2 separate regions of the Oryctolagus cuniculus genome follow, and region 1 is linked to region 2. The links are chromatin contacts, called in public Micro-C maps. All regions are on one chromosome and are shown on one strand. Each heading gives the region's core, a stretch centred on a gene start, on an enhancer-like site or on the middle of the called end of the contact. The rest is flanking DNA. Distances are from core to core; before and after follow the strand shown.

Region 1 (6,720 bases), core at 2,916-5,415, 670 kb before region 2:
GATTTTCTCTGAAAATCTTTACTTTGCCCTCACTTTTAAATGATAGCTTAATGAGGCATATAATTCTAAATTGAAAATCTCAATTATTTTATTTTAGCATTTAAAGATAGTTTTATTAATTCCATTTTTGTCGTTGCTATCGAGAAGCCAGCTGTCATTGAAGTATTTTATCTTTTCTTTCTAAGAACTTCAGCTTTTATCTACTTTAAATTTCATTACTGATCTTTGTTTTTCACGTATTTGGCCAAGATATGAATTTATTTTGTGTGTGTGTTTTAAGGTATGTTTCTTGAAATTAATTGCTGTAATACACAGTTTTGATTTTCAGCCCTCCTAAATTATGTCAAATTGTTTCCCAAAGTGATTGTATCAATTCACACTCATGTGAGTTCTTCCATTTTTGTATTACATTATTTTACATGATATTATGCATGCTTATTTTATGATATCTTTGTTGGCAAATAGAGAAAGAGGCCCCAAATAAAGGCAAAGTTGAAATTGCATGTTAACCATCTTGCACGTAGGAGAGGCAAGCAACTCATCTCAATTGAATAGATCCATTTTAAAGCCATTTAACCTAATATAGATTATTTTTTGTATGATATTTCTAAATTCCTTAAACATGAATCTTGTTGAAAAACCCTTCAGACTCTTTCCTGTTTCCCTGTATTCTGGACTTTTCATTACTAGCTTACAAAATGAACCTATTCATTAATTTGGAACTTGGCAAAGAAACAGAAGTCTTTCCCAATTTGTGGCCAGAAATTCCCTGAAGCAATTTTTAGAATTTCTATTTGGTACTTTTTCAAATTTGTTTACTATGCATATATATATAGATTATGAATTATATTTCTTTTATCGCAGAGATAATTTTTTGTTTTTAAAACAAATATGGCTTTTTCATCTGATTCTAAAATTATGTTTTTCTTGATTCTAAATGTAGTAATATCTAAAATCATTTAAAGTTTCTGATGGATCCTATTTCTTAAAAGACTTTTTGGTATTTACAGACAATTGCTTCTAAACAATTTAAGAAATTGGCTAACTGGATATCTGTGGTGGTGGTGATTACTGTCTTAAAATATTGTGGAAGCAGGAAATTCTGTAATTATATTTACCTTTATTCTGGTACTTTATGAAATGAGTTTTTTTTTTTTAAAAAAGTGTCAGATACAAAGCCCTAGAAGCTAATTTCCTTTCATTTATTTTTATAAGGAGATTATTTGTGGCATATTAGTATCATGTGTTCTGTTAACCCTTCATGTTATTGAAAATTGTATCTGTCTATTGTTCTAATTTAAAAAATTAGTATTTTTTGATCTATTTTTTACACAAGTTAGGATAATACATGTTTCTGCAGGGTGAACCAAAATTAGTCTGCCTGAATGTTCCACGAACCACACAGTTACCTTGTTCATAATTGAGAGGACTATATTTATTATGATCTGAAGAGCAGAATAAAGCTAGAAGTAAACTGTTTGTACTGAAAGTACCTTTATTTAAGGAATTAATAAAACTCTATTTCTCTTTGTCTATAGTACTTTTCTATGTCATGCAAGAAATCTCCCAATTAATATAGAACCAATTTCAGATAATTTAATGACAAAGTACTTAAAGAGGGGCCAGCGCTGTGCATAGCTGATGAAGCCGCCATTTGCCTCACTGGCATCCTGCATTCCCAGGAAGTGGAGCCGGCTGCTCCACTTCCGGTCCAGCTCTGGGCTGTGGCCTGGGAAAGCAGTGGAAGATGGCTCAAGTCCTTGGGTGCTGCACCAGAGTGGTAGACCTGTAAGAAGCTTCTGGCTCCTGGCTTCTGATCTTCCCAGCTCCGCCCCTTGTGGCCATTTGGGGAGTGAAGCAGTGAAACAGTGGAGGGAAGACCTCTCTCTCTTTCTCTGCCTCTGCCTCTCTGTAGCTCTGCCTTTCAAATAATACATAAATAAAGTTTTTTAAAAAAAGTTTGTAGAGCCATTGTAAATATGTTTAACCTAATCACACCAGCTTTTATGGTAATAATCCCAATCCTGATTTTTACTTAGGACTTTCTTAAGGGCAGGATTATGTGTTATAAGTATTCAGTGTCTTCATGACCAATGAAAACTTTATAGAAGATAAAAGTATCTTTGGTGGCCTTTATTTTTAAAAATTTGATCTTGACATTTCTTGTATGATATTTAAATTTTGAATAGGTTCAAAATTTAAAAGGCACAAAAGGATACACGGTAGGGAGTTTTTCTCTCATTCCTGTGTCCCAGCTACTCAATACTCTGGAAGCAAAATTACAAGTTACTTGCAATGGTATCCTAAAGACTCTTGCCTTTTAAAAGATGTTGAAGGAAGTGAAGTCTGTGAAGGCCTGTTTTTAAAAGGGCGCCTTATTACTTCGAAGCAGATGTAGGACCTGAATCTGTCTCCTGACATTCGAGTTCAGGACTCCGCAGCCTTTGCGCTAAGCCACACGGCCTTTTTAAAGTGCTGAGTCGGGGGGCACCGGTTCATCAGTGCACAGTCCACCGCTAACTGAAATTCTGAGGTTTAAGATTGGGGCAGCCAGGAAGGGGAGGGTGCTTATCGGGAGGGCGGTAGGGGACGAGGTTTGGGGTTCGTGAAAAGGAGGCAGGGTTTGAAAAAGGCTGACCCAGGAGGGAATGAATCACACGGTCTGGCTTTTGCTGAGCCCCGGGGATGGCACGTGTCAGGCCCACAGTGTTGATGTCAGCGCGGCTCCGGGCCAGAACTCGGGACTCGTGCTCAGACCTCGGGCAGCTCGCACCTCTAACACGGGGACCTGGTCTCGGTCCCACCCACCCCGATCTCTGCCGCGAACTGGTGTAGAGGGGATGAGGCCTCGCGCTCGTCTCCTTAGCCAGCCGGGTGAGTGCGGCGCTGGGAAGAGACGCGTCTGCGCTCCAGCCAGGCCCGCCCAGGGGCTCGGGGTACTTTGGCCCAATAGCTGGAGCCGGACGCTGGGTCCAGCGCTCTGCCGACCTCCGGGCCTCGGCTGCGGGGTGGAGGTGGGGGCAAATGGCCGGGGTGCAGGCGCCCCGACTCAGTCCTCTCTGCCAGCAAGTTCCCTCCCCTGTCAGGAGCAGTTTCTTCAACCGCGGTCTAACCCCCTAGAAGCCCGCCCCACCCTGCTCTTCCCTTCCAGGGAAGACCGATCACGCGGCCAAGAACGAGACTAGCGAACTGGGCATTTCTCCGAGCTGGGCAGGAGCAAGCGCCGAGACCCAGCGTGAGAGTGGGAAGGAGCCTTAACAGGCAACCCCACGGCCCAATGGCTCGTTTCGGTGTCCGGGTGCGGGCCAGTGAGGCGCGTGGGGCGGGACTTCCGCCTCGCCTCGCTGTTGTCGTCCCCACTCCGACTCCGGGCGGTGGGGGTCGGCGCGGATGTTCAGTCATGAAGTCGGGGTAGGGACATCTCCCGTAGCGACGCGGCGGGCGAGCCTGACAGTGTTCCGGGGGCCGGGCTTCCAGGTAAGAGCCTGTCCGGCTCCGCGGCGGCAGGGCGGCGGTGGTCCCTCGCGGGCCTGGCCCGGAGAACACACCCCCTCTTTGCCCCTGGAGCTCTGAGTTGGCCTCGCTGCTGGGGTGTTCGCAGCTCCTCTCGAGCTGGCCGCGGGGGAATTTTTTTTTTTTTTTTTAAGAAATTTTAAAAGCTTGGCCCTGGAAGGACTGAGTCTCCGCTGCACTCCCACCCCGCGAATTTGTGCCCGAAGTTGTTGGGTGATCCATTTTAAAAGCTCCTCACCTTCCCTTCCGGAAGGCTTCTCTGGGTCAAGCTCTTGCCGCAGAGTCCTCGGGCGAAATCGCTTGACTTGCGTTGCGGGGGCTGTGTAGGTCTTCGGGGAGAAAAGGCGGGCCGGCGCTTGCTTGCTCTCTCCCACGGACCCCCTTTTCTGTGCCCGGGCGCTCAGATTGCAGGTTGGGACGTGACTGCCGGGGCCTGGCCCCGGTCCCTGCCCTCTGGAAGCCGGCGGCTGTGCCAGCACGCTCGCTGAGCTGACGTGCTCTAATGAAAGAACTCTGCCCCAGAGAGGCAGAGGGCCGACCTGAGGCCCAGCCGGAGCATCCCAGAGCCACTCACGCAGCTTCGGGGGCCGCCGCTGCGCCTTGGCTGAACTCCTTTGTTTTGTCCTAATCTGGCAATAGTAAATTTCCAAAAGGATCCTTTGTGATCCGTTTCAGCACCGTGGGCAGCTGCTCACGTTGTTGTCCTAAACCTGCCCGGCCCCTTCCTATTGGTCACCGAGGCGGCAGGAACAGTGAAAATTAAGACATTCTCCAGGGAGAACATCTGCAGTTTTGATACAATCTAAATAAGTAAGGTGGGTGTGCCTCGGGAGAGTTCCAGTAGAGAAACAGATCAAGACCCAGGGAACGGGCTTCACGGGTCCACTCTATTTAAGGGCACTTTTTAATGGATCCGTGGGATTAACTCCATTTCAAAGTAACAAAACTGGCCTGTGGTAGGAGTTAAAAACAGCTTTAAACAGGAGATAAGAAGTGCAGCGCTATGCTCTAGTGCAGGGCCCAGAGGGATTCGTTAATGGATTTTGGAATCAATTTAGTGGCTTGATATGAGCATTAAAAGGAGAGAAGGGAAGAAAGAATATCTGAGGACATTGTGTGGAGTAAGACAAAGTAGTTCTTGTAGCTTGTGTTTCTATTTTTCTTTTTTCTTAATGTGTGTGCATCCAAGAAGATGTAAAGTGTGTTATTGTGGATTATGACAGACACAAGTGTTTCAAAATACTGCTGAAGCCCACATGTGGGAAGCTGATTGGAATTCAGCTCCTGCTACTTGCAAGTTCTGTAACGTTATCCATAAAAAAGGAAAGAGTTGCTGTGAGAATTAAATGAAATAAAACATATTTGTTTACATGGTTAAGCCTCAAAAGTTTTTTTTTGCTTATTTGTTTTTGAAACAGCTGGATAGAAGCACAGTTAATTTCTTTCTGTAAGGAATGACAACTGTTTTTGTTACCTTTTTTTTTTTTTTTTTAACCTCTGCCTTCGTTGAATTCAGCCAACTTGGTGTCTTGGTCTTCAAGTGTAATGAAAATCATGTGAACAAAGTCTTGGTTGGAGAGGTTTAATATTGAAGGGTTGGGGTAGTAGTGCTCATCCACCCTTGGTTAAAGCACGTTTCTTCCATACATTTTGGAGGGATCTAAATTGTTGCTAACATTCGGTTCCCTTACCCTGATATTTTTTGCATCCCAGGATAACATAGATTTATCACAGGTTTTTCAGGCCCTAATTTTTAGCAAAGTGAAGGTAGGATTAGGGATCTGTTGGTAGGATCTGGCTTTGAGTTAAGTTGGATAGAAATACATCTAATGTTTTATAGGTTTTGCCATTAAGATATATGAAATGATTTGGCTTGGTCAAATATGGTATGTTTACTTCATACGGATGCTACTTAAAAATGTTTGACTTTAAAATAGAAAGTATGGTTCAGAACTTTTAAAATCTGGGAATTAATAATATTTGGCAGAAGGCAGAATGAATTTGAATCAAAATAGTGTTTTGTTCCATTTGGCATGTAACTACTCTATGGCATTGTATATGGTAGTCTGATATGACATGAAAAGGAGAAGAAGGTTGCTAAGCATTGTTGATTTTCTCAAAAGAGGAAACAGAATTAGTATACAAGTGAATTCCTTTCAAGAAAACATGGTGGAACATTGTTTAAAAATTCATGTCTTTTACATATATTTATTAAGCATGTATAAATTATAGTATTAAGCCTTTACATTGTAAAATTGATTTGGAAACTGAATATATAATACAATTGATATTATCAAAGTTTATGATTATAGCATGTAAACAACAAAGAGCAGTAATAGCAGTTAATATTGATTCCTTACCATGGGCCAGATATAGTTCTAAGCACTTCTCATTATCTCACACAATCCTCACAGTCATCAATGTGGTAGGTGGTACAACTGCCTCTTTTGTATAGATGGAGAAACTCAGTCATCATTGATATATAACCTGCCGAGTTCACGCAGGTGTAGTAACAAGAATTTGAACCCAGGTATCTTGACTATATAAAGCCTGAATGTGGAGTACTAGAGGGACTATCTGGATTCTTTCTTGTTGGTGACCTTGGGAAAACTCCTCCTCAGTTTTCTTAACTACTTTCTCATACTGTTTTTGGGGATTAGGATGCTTTTTTATTTTTTAAAGATTTATTTTTATTTACTTGAAAGAGTTAGAGAGAGAGAGAGAGAGAGAGAGAGGACTTCCATCCGCTGGTTCACTCTCCAGAAGGCCGCAACGGCCGGAGCTGCACCTATCCGAAGCCAGGAACCAGGAGCTTCTACCGGGTCCTCCACTTGGGTGCCCAAGGACTTGGGCCATCTTCCACTGCTATCCCAGGCCATTGCAGAGAGCTGGATTGGAAGAAGAGCAGCTGGGACTCGAACTGGCACCCACATGGGATGCCGACACTTCAGGACAGAGCGTTAACCCGCTGCGCCACTGTGCCGGCCCTAAGGGGATTAGGATTCTTTGTAAAGCACTAGACAGAGTGTGAGTTCAGTAAATAATATGCCTCAGCCTTTTTCTTTTCATCAAGAATGTGGCCATTTGAACTGTTTTTAGGATTTGGAAGAGTGGGAGAAGGAGCAAAGAAAAATAGTTGCACCTAAGAATACTGACCAAGCAAAGGCCCAGAGGTAGGAAAAGCAAGGTTGCAAGAATATGTTGAAG
Region 2 (6,440 bases), core at 1,461-3,960:
TGAGCCGCGGCGCCGGCCCAATTTCACATTTATTTTTAACAATGAGAATTTTTATAATTTCTTCACAGTGGTTTTGATGCAAGAAATCCTCTACCTTTTTAAAGTTCAAATGTATAAAAGAAGCTAAAGTCCTTAACCTTTTGGAAAACAGTACTTCAAAGAGAACTATTTTATTAAACATACACACAGATCCTTAAATATATAAATGAAACATTTCAATTTTATAAATCTTATTTCTTTTTTTTAAAAGATTTCTTTATTTATTTGAAAGAGTTACACAGAGAGAGGAGAGGCAGAGAGAGAGAGAGAGAGGTCTTCCATCCACTGGTTTACTCCTCAATTGGCCATAACAGCCGGAGCTGAGCCGATCCGAAGCCAGGAACCAGGAGCTTCTTCCGGGTCTCCCACGTGGGTTCAGGGGCCCAAGGACTGGAGCCATCTTCCTCTGCTTTCCGAGGCCACAGCAGAGAGCTGGAGTGGAAGTGGAGCAGCCGGGTCTTGAACCAGCGCCCATATGGGATCTCGGAGCTTCAGGCCAGGGTGTTAACTGGCTGCGCCACAGCACCGGCCCCATAAATCTTATTTCTAATATGTCTTTTAACAACTTTAACCTTTCCTGATTACCAGAAATTTAGAATTTCATCTCTTCTAAATTAGTTTTATCTCTTCTTTCATTTCGTAATATATCCTTTACAACTTCTTTATGTAGAAATGGTCTTACATGTAACTAAGATTTTTCCTTTAAATGTGTGGTTTAAGGATATTATGACAAGTAATCAAGAAGTTACATAATAAGATAATGCAATGGTACACGCAACATTTATTTTTCCAAAAGCTCCACACCCAACAGTACTTTTAACAATGTGGTAAATATATGCAAAATTAAGCTTTTGTATGTTCATATTATATTTAACCTGTTGATCTGACTTATTGATGAAAAACTGTCCCTAACAATGACTAGAACTACAGATTTAGAAATGAAACATTCCATTAGCGCTCTCTGCCACAACAGCAGCATAATGTTACACTTTGTTCCTTTACTCTCCCACCCCCTTAAGAAACAGGGATGTTATTATGGGGTCTTATTTCACATCCTGACCTCAGTCACTTGGGTTTGTAGGATATGGTTTCTACTAAGGTTAAAAGACTTCTCTCTATAAATTAATTACAATTAAGACCATAGCAAATTCTCTATAGATTTTAATTATCAAAATCTTTTCAGATAAGAAGTGTGTCTACTCCTCAAAGATTTAAGAACTGAGTAAAACGACATACAACATACTGATTTATGGAAGTCATCAAGATGTGATTACTAAAGCTGCAACAGATAGGAAATCTTGATTTCCAGTAAGACTTCTTAGATTCTACCTAAATGATAACTTGCTTTAGTACATCAGAGTTCGAGAGCCACTACTCCTACTTTTTTTAATTGTTTGAAATTATGCCCTTCAGGGCCAATGCTGTGGCACAGCAGGTTAAAGCCCCGGCCTGCAGCGCCAACATCCCATAAGGGCACCGGTTTGAGTCCTGGCTGCTCCACTTCCAATCCAGCTCCCTGCTAATGTGCCTTGGAAAGCAACAGAGGTGGCCCAAGGACTTGGACCCTTGCACCACGTGGGAGACCTGGAAGAAGCTCCTGGCTCCTCACTTTGGATAGGCTCAGCTGGGCCATTGAAGGCATTTGGAAAGTGAGCCAGTGGATGAAAGATCTCTGCCTCTACCTCTCTCTGTAACTTTCTTTTTCAAATAAATAAATATTTTTTTAAAGAAAAATGAATGGTATTACCATTTGCCTTTGCTGGGAAGTAACCACAAAATGATAAAGTCACCAGCACTTTCACAGCTATTCTTTGCACCAGTTCAGGAAAGGGTGCTTTCTGACCTGTTACGGTTGTTCATGGTCCAACCAAAACCATGAACACCCTGGCTCCAACTAGCAGCTTTAGAATAAACAAAAGAAAGAACTAGATCTATGTAATACAGTAGGTTCCACATTTGTGGAGTCACTAGGCTGATTTCGTGCTGAAAGTGAAAACAGTCTCCAGAGTTGAAATGAACTCTGCCAGCCTGGAATCACAGCAAATTCAGGAAAATCAGGAATATGTTAGCAACCCCTAATCTTTTTTTAAACTGACTTCACCCTGGGCAAGTAACCCTCCCCTGATGCCATTGTTGGAGACAGAATTTCTGGCTGCAGGATCATTTTTCTGACTCAATCTGGCTTGCTTTACTTCGTTAATCATCCTGATTCCTCTCAACATTTCACTTCTCTTACTGTAGGACTCAACCTTTATTTTCAAGACTTTTTAAGTGATTTGGTTCCTCCCGCGGTATCCCTCTTTATCCCATTTAATTCTCCCCTCCAAGGTCCCCACGGCTATCGCCCTCATTTCACCAAGATTTTGCTAAACATTAGACACAGCACATGACCTCCAGCCTTCCAGTGTCTCAGAACAAACCGATGTACTAACATCAGATTAGCGAAGTCGCAAGCTTCTCTCGGCTTAGAATTAAAAACTGTTTTTAGCTCTTCATCGCTTAAAGAGCCAGCGAAAATTTTAAATTAAAAATATTTTAAAGAAAGAAACCGCTCCCCTTTTTTTTTAACCTTTAGCTCCGCCCATCCACCCCCAGCCTCCACGCGAAACTGCAGGAAACCGGAGGGGGCGGGGCGGTGACGTCACGACGCCGGTGCGTCACGGAGCGGCGCCGGCTGCGGCGCTGGCGGTAGCTGCGGCAGCGGCGGCATTTTAGTCGGCAGCGGCGGCGGCAGCGGGGCTGCTGCTCCTCCCAGCATCCCTGGCGCGGCCATTTCAGCCCCATCTTGGCCGAGGGGAGGGCGCTGCAGCCGCCGCTTCAGCAGTTTGAATTTCAGTTTCTCCAGGATTTACGAACCGGAGCACCGAGGAGGAGCCGAAGAGGCCACCACCGCTACCTCCCATCGTCGGAGCGCCTCCGCTCGCCGGCCAGCCGTCTGCCGCCGCCGCCGCCCCTCACTCTCCGGAGAGCCGCGAGGGGAGGCCGAGACCGCCGCCGCCGCCGCCGCCCGCGGGGGTGGCTCCCCCTGGGAGGGGAGGCCCGAGCCGGCCTTCCCTTCCCCCGGAGCGGGTTTCCGCCTGAAGACAGTCACCATGTCCCTGGGGCTGAGCTCCGGCTAGAGCCGGGGAGGGAGGGCCGCCCGCCCGGAGACCTTCAGCCAGCCCTGGCCCGCGGGCTCCCAGCTGAATCGGGAACCTCCGGCCTCGCCACTCCTCCCGTTCTTCCCTCCGAGCTGCTGCCGGCCGCGTCCTGAGGAGCCCGAGCGGGGCAGCGCCGCCCCTCACGCCGCCGCCGCCGCCGCCGCCGCCTCCTGCTCCTCCACCACCACCACCTCCTCCTTCTCCTCCTCCTCCTCCTCCTCCTCCTCCTCCTCCTCCCCTTCGCCCTCCCACTCCCACCCCCAGCCCAGGCCTGCTGACCGTGCCGAGCGCCGAGCTGGACTGCCCACGGCGGCCCGGAGACGAGGGAGGAAGCCGCCAGCGCGCCCCTGGGATCCCTCTCTTGCTGCGGCGGAGGGGGTTGAATTGAGGCGCCGCCGCACGAGTGCGACCGGGGGGCCGAGCCGCGGAGATCGACCCCGACAAGGCAGCGGGCAGGAGGATGTCTGAGCGAGCGTCCGGCGCCCGCATCAGCCCGTGACTCCTCAGCTGCGGGCCGCCCACCCCAGCGCGGACTCGGACTTTGTCTTTGGGGGCCCCCTTGTGCGCTGCCCTTCGCCGTTTCCGGCAGGATCCCCGAGGAGCCGGCGTGCCCGTGTGTCCTCCAGCCTTCCTCACCATGTCCAAGATGCCGGCCAAGAAGAAGAGCTGCTTCCAGATCACCAGTGTCACCACGGCCCAGGTGGCCAGTAGCATCACCGAGGACACCGAGAGCCTGGACGACCCGGACGAGTCGCGCACAGAGGACGTCTCCTCCGAGATATTCGACGTTTCCCGGGCCACAGATTACGGGCCTGAGGAGGTCTGCGAGCGCAGCTCCTCCGAAGAGACCCTCAACAATGTTGGGGATGCCGAGACTCCCGGGACCGTCTCCCCAAACCTCCTCCTGGATGGGCAGCTGGCAGCCGCGGCGGCCGCTCCTGCCAACGGAGGAGGAGCCGTGTCGGCCCGGAGCGTCGCTGGGGCTCTCGCCAGCACCCTGGCGGCGACGGCCCCCGCCTCAGGAGCACCCGGAGGCCCCCCGGCGGCGGGCCCGTCTGCCGGGCCGGGGCCCGCAGCCCCGGCTCAGCCGCCCGCCACTTGCAGTTCCCGATTTCGCGTGATCAAGCTGGACCACGGGAGCGGAGAGCCCTATCGCCGCGGCCGATGGACGTGTATGGAATACTATGAGCGGGATTCCGACAGCAGTGTCCTGACCAGGTCTGGGGATTGCATTAGACACAGCAATACTTTTGATCAAACTGCGGAGCGGGACAGTGGCCTGGGCGCCACCGGAGGGTCGGTGGTGGTGGTGGTGGCCTCCATGCAGGGGGCGCACGGGCCCGACTCTGGAACTGACAGCTCCTTGTCTGCTGTGTCACAGCTACCCCCGTCGGAGAAAATGAGCCAGCCCACTCCGGCCCAGCCGCAGAGTTTTAGCGTTGGGCAGCCACAGCCGCCGCCGCCCGTAGGTGGGGCTGTGGCTCAGAGCTCGGCTCCGCTGCCGCCGTTTGCAGGAGTCGCTGCCGGGCCGCAGCCAATGATAGCAGCCGCGCAGCCAGGCCAGCCCCAGGGAATCGGGCCCAGCGGCGCCCCTCCGGGGCCGGGTGGGCAGAGTCTGCCGCCAACGAATGTAGTAGCCCAGGCGCAGTCGGCGGTGTCTCTGCCTCCCCAGCCGGTCCCGGCGGTCGGCGCTACAGCCCCGCAGCAGCCCCAACAGTTCGCGTACCCCCAGCCTCAGATAGCGCCTGGGCATTTGCTGCCGGTCCAGCCCTCTGGCCAAAGTGAGTACCTGCAACAGCACGTGGCCGGCCTGCAGCCGCCAAGCCCCGCGCAGCCTTCGAACGCCGGCGTGGGAGCGAGCCCCGCCGCGGCGGCCAGCTTTGCCGTGGGCACCAGCCAGAGCGCCGCCTCAGTGGGCGCGCAGATCTTGGGCGCGTCTTCCCAGCCGAGTGAAGCTCTGGCCTTAGGGCCGGGACCTGCGCAGGGCGGGCAGGCAGCGCCTTGTCAGCCGGCCGGAGTGCCCCCGGCTGCTCTGGGAGGCGTGGTGCAACCAGGCATGGGGCCTACAGGGGCTGGGCAGCCCCAGTCCGTGCCTCCGCCGCAGATGGGTGGCAGTGGTCAGCTGTCAGCCCTGCCTGGTGGCCCTCACGCCGTGGTGCCCGGAGTTCCAAACGTGCCTGCAGCCGTGCCCGCCCCAAGCGTGCCTAGTGTGTCTACCACTTCTGTTACTATGCCAAATGTACCCGCGCCTCTGGCCCAGTCGCAGCAGCTGAGCAGCCATACGCCAGTCAGCAGGAGCAGCAGCATAATCCAGCACGTCGGGCTGCCCTTAGCGCCAGGCACACACAGTGCACCAACGAGTCTACCGCAGTCTGACTTAAGCCAGTTTCAGACTCAAGCCCAACCTTTAGTCGGGCAAGTTGACGATACTAGAAGAAAATCAGAACCCCTACCTCAACCACCACCTTCTCTCACTGCTGACAGTAAGCCTGTTGTGAAGCCTCCTGTTGCAGATGCCCTGGCAAACCCCCTTCAGTTAACACCTATGAACAGTCTCGCCACCTCTGTATTCAGCATAGCTATTCCTGTTGATGGTGATGAAGACAGGTATGGAAATCTTTATTTTAAATGTTTCATAAGAACACTTGGCCAGACATTGTAGCTTAGGATGCAGCTTCGGGAGAGTTCTTTGTGCACTGGGGCTTTTAAAATTTGCTTTGTGTTTAGTAAAAATTGACTGCTGATGTAAAAGTGAGTAGTGAAGGTATTGGTCTCATCACAGCTGTTTGAAGTTATTAAAATGAGTAGGGATGCAGCGTTTATTCAACAAATGGAGTTTAGCTTAACCCTCACAAATTGAAGGCAGTAGCCAGTATGCTGCCAGAGGATTGCCCCTTTCTTAGATACCAGTCACACTTGAACACTTCCTGGCAGTTTTGTCGGTGTGAGTTTTGAAACTGACACATAAAATTATTTACAAATTTTCCGTTTTGGAAAACCAGAAGACCCTCTCATGATTCTAGATTTCTAAAAGAAATCTATGTGAGGAATTCCCCACAGTGCATCTGGAAAAGCTGGAGAGAGAGAAGAGTGTCAGATCTGGATTTGAAGATTCCTACTTAGTTCAGCCTTTCAATAAAAGGGGATAGAAGGTTGTGAGGCTTCTCCGAGATAGTTTTTGTTTAGGCAAAATGTAAGATGCTCTTACAGTCCATTAATCTTTTTACAGTTGGAGAGGAAGGTATTAGAGCCTTCAACAAT

The links. Hi-C and Micro-C count contacts between places; a contact is called where the count stands out from the background.
Region 1: a contact with region 2 is called in a Micro-C map of ear pinna, with 8 times the contacts expected there. The contact joins the promoter of ANKUB1 here to the promoter of TSC22D2 in region 2. A contact is called at or near these places in 2 of 6 Hi-C or Micro-C datasets (ear pinna and psoas muscle).

What each region holds. Positions count from the first base shown.
Region 1 is chr4:131,642,588-131,649,307 of mOryCun1.1, reverse strand. ANKUB1 (ankyrin repeat and ubiquitin domain containing 1) reads right to left here and starts at 4,165. Exons shown (of 7, transcript XM_070072667.1): 1 at 3,752-4,165. All of the region lies in intron 1 of RNF13 (ring finger protein 13), which reads left to right.
Region 2 is chr4:130,967,587-130,974,026 of mOryCun1.1, reverse strand. TSC22D2 (TSC22 domain family member 2) reads left to right here and starts at 2,710. Exons shown (of 5, transcript XR_011388135.1): 1 at 2,710-5,786.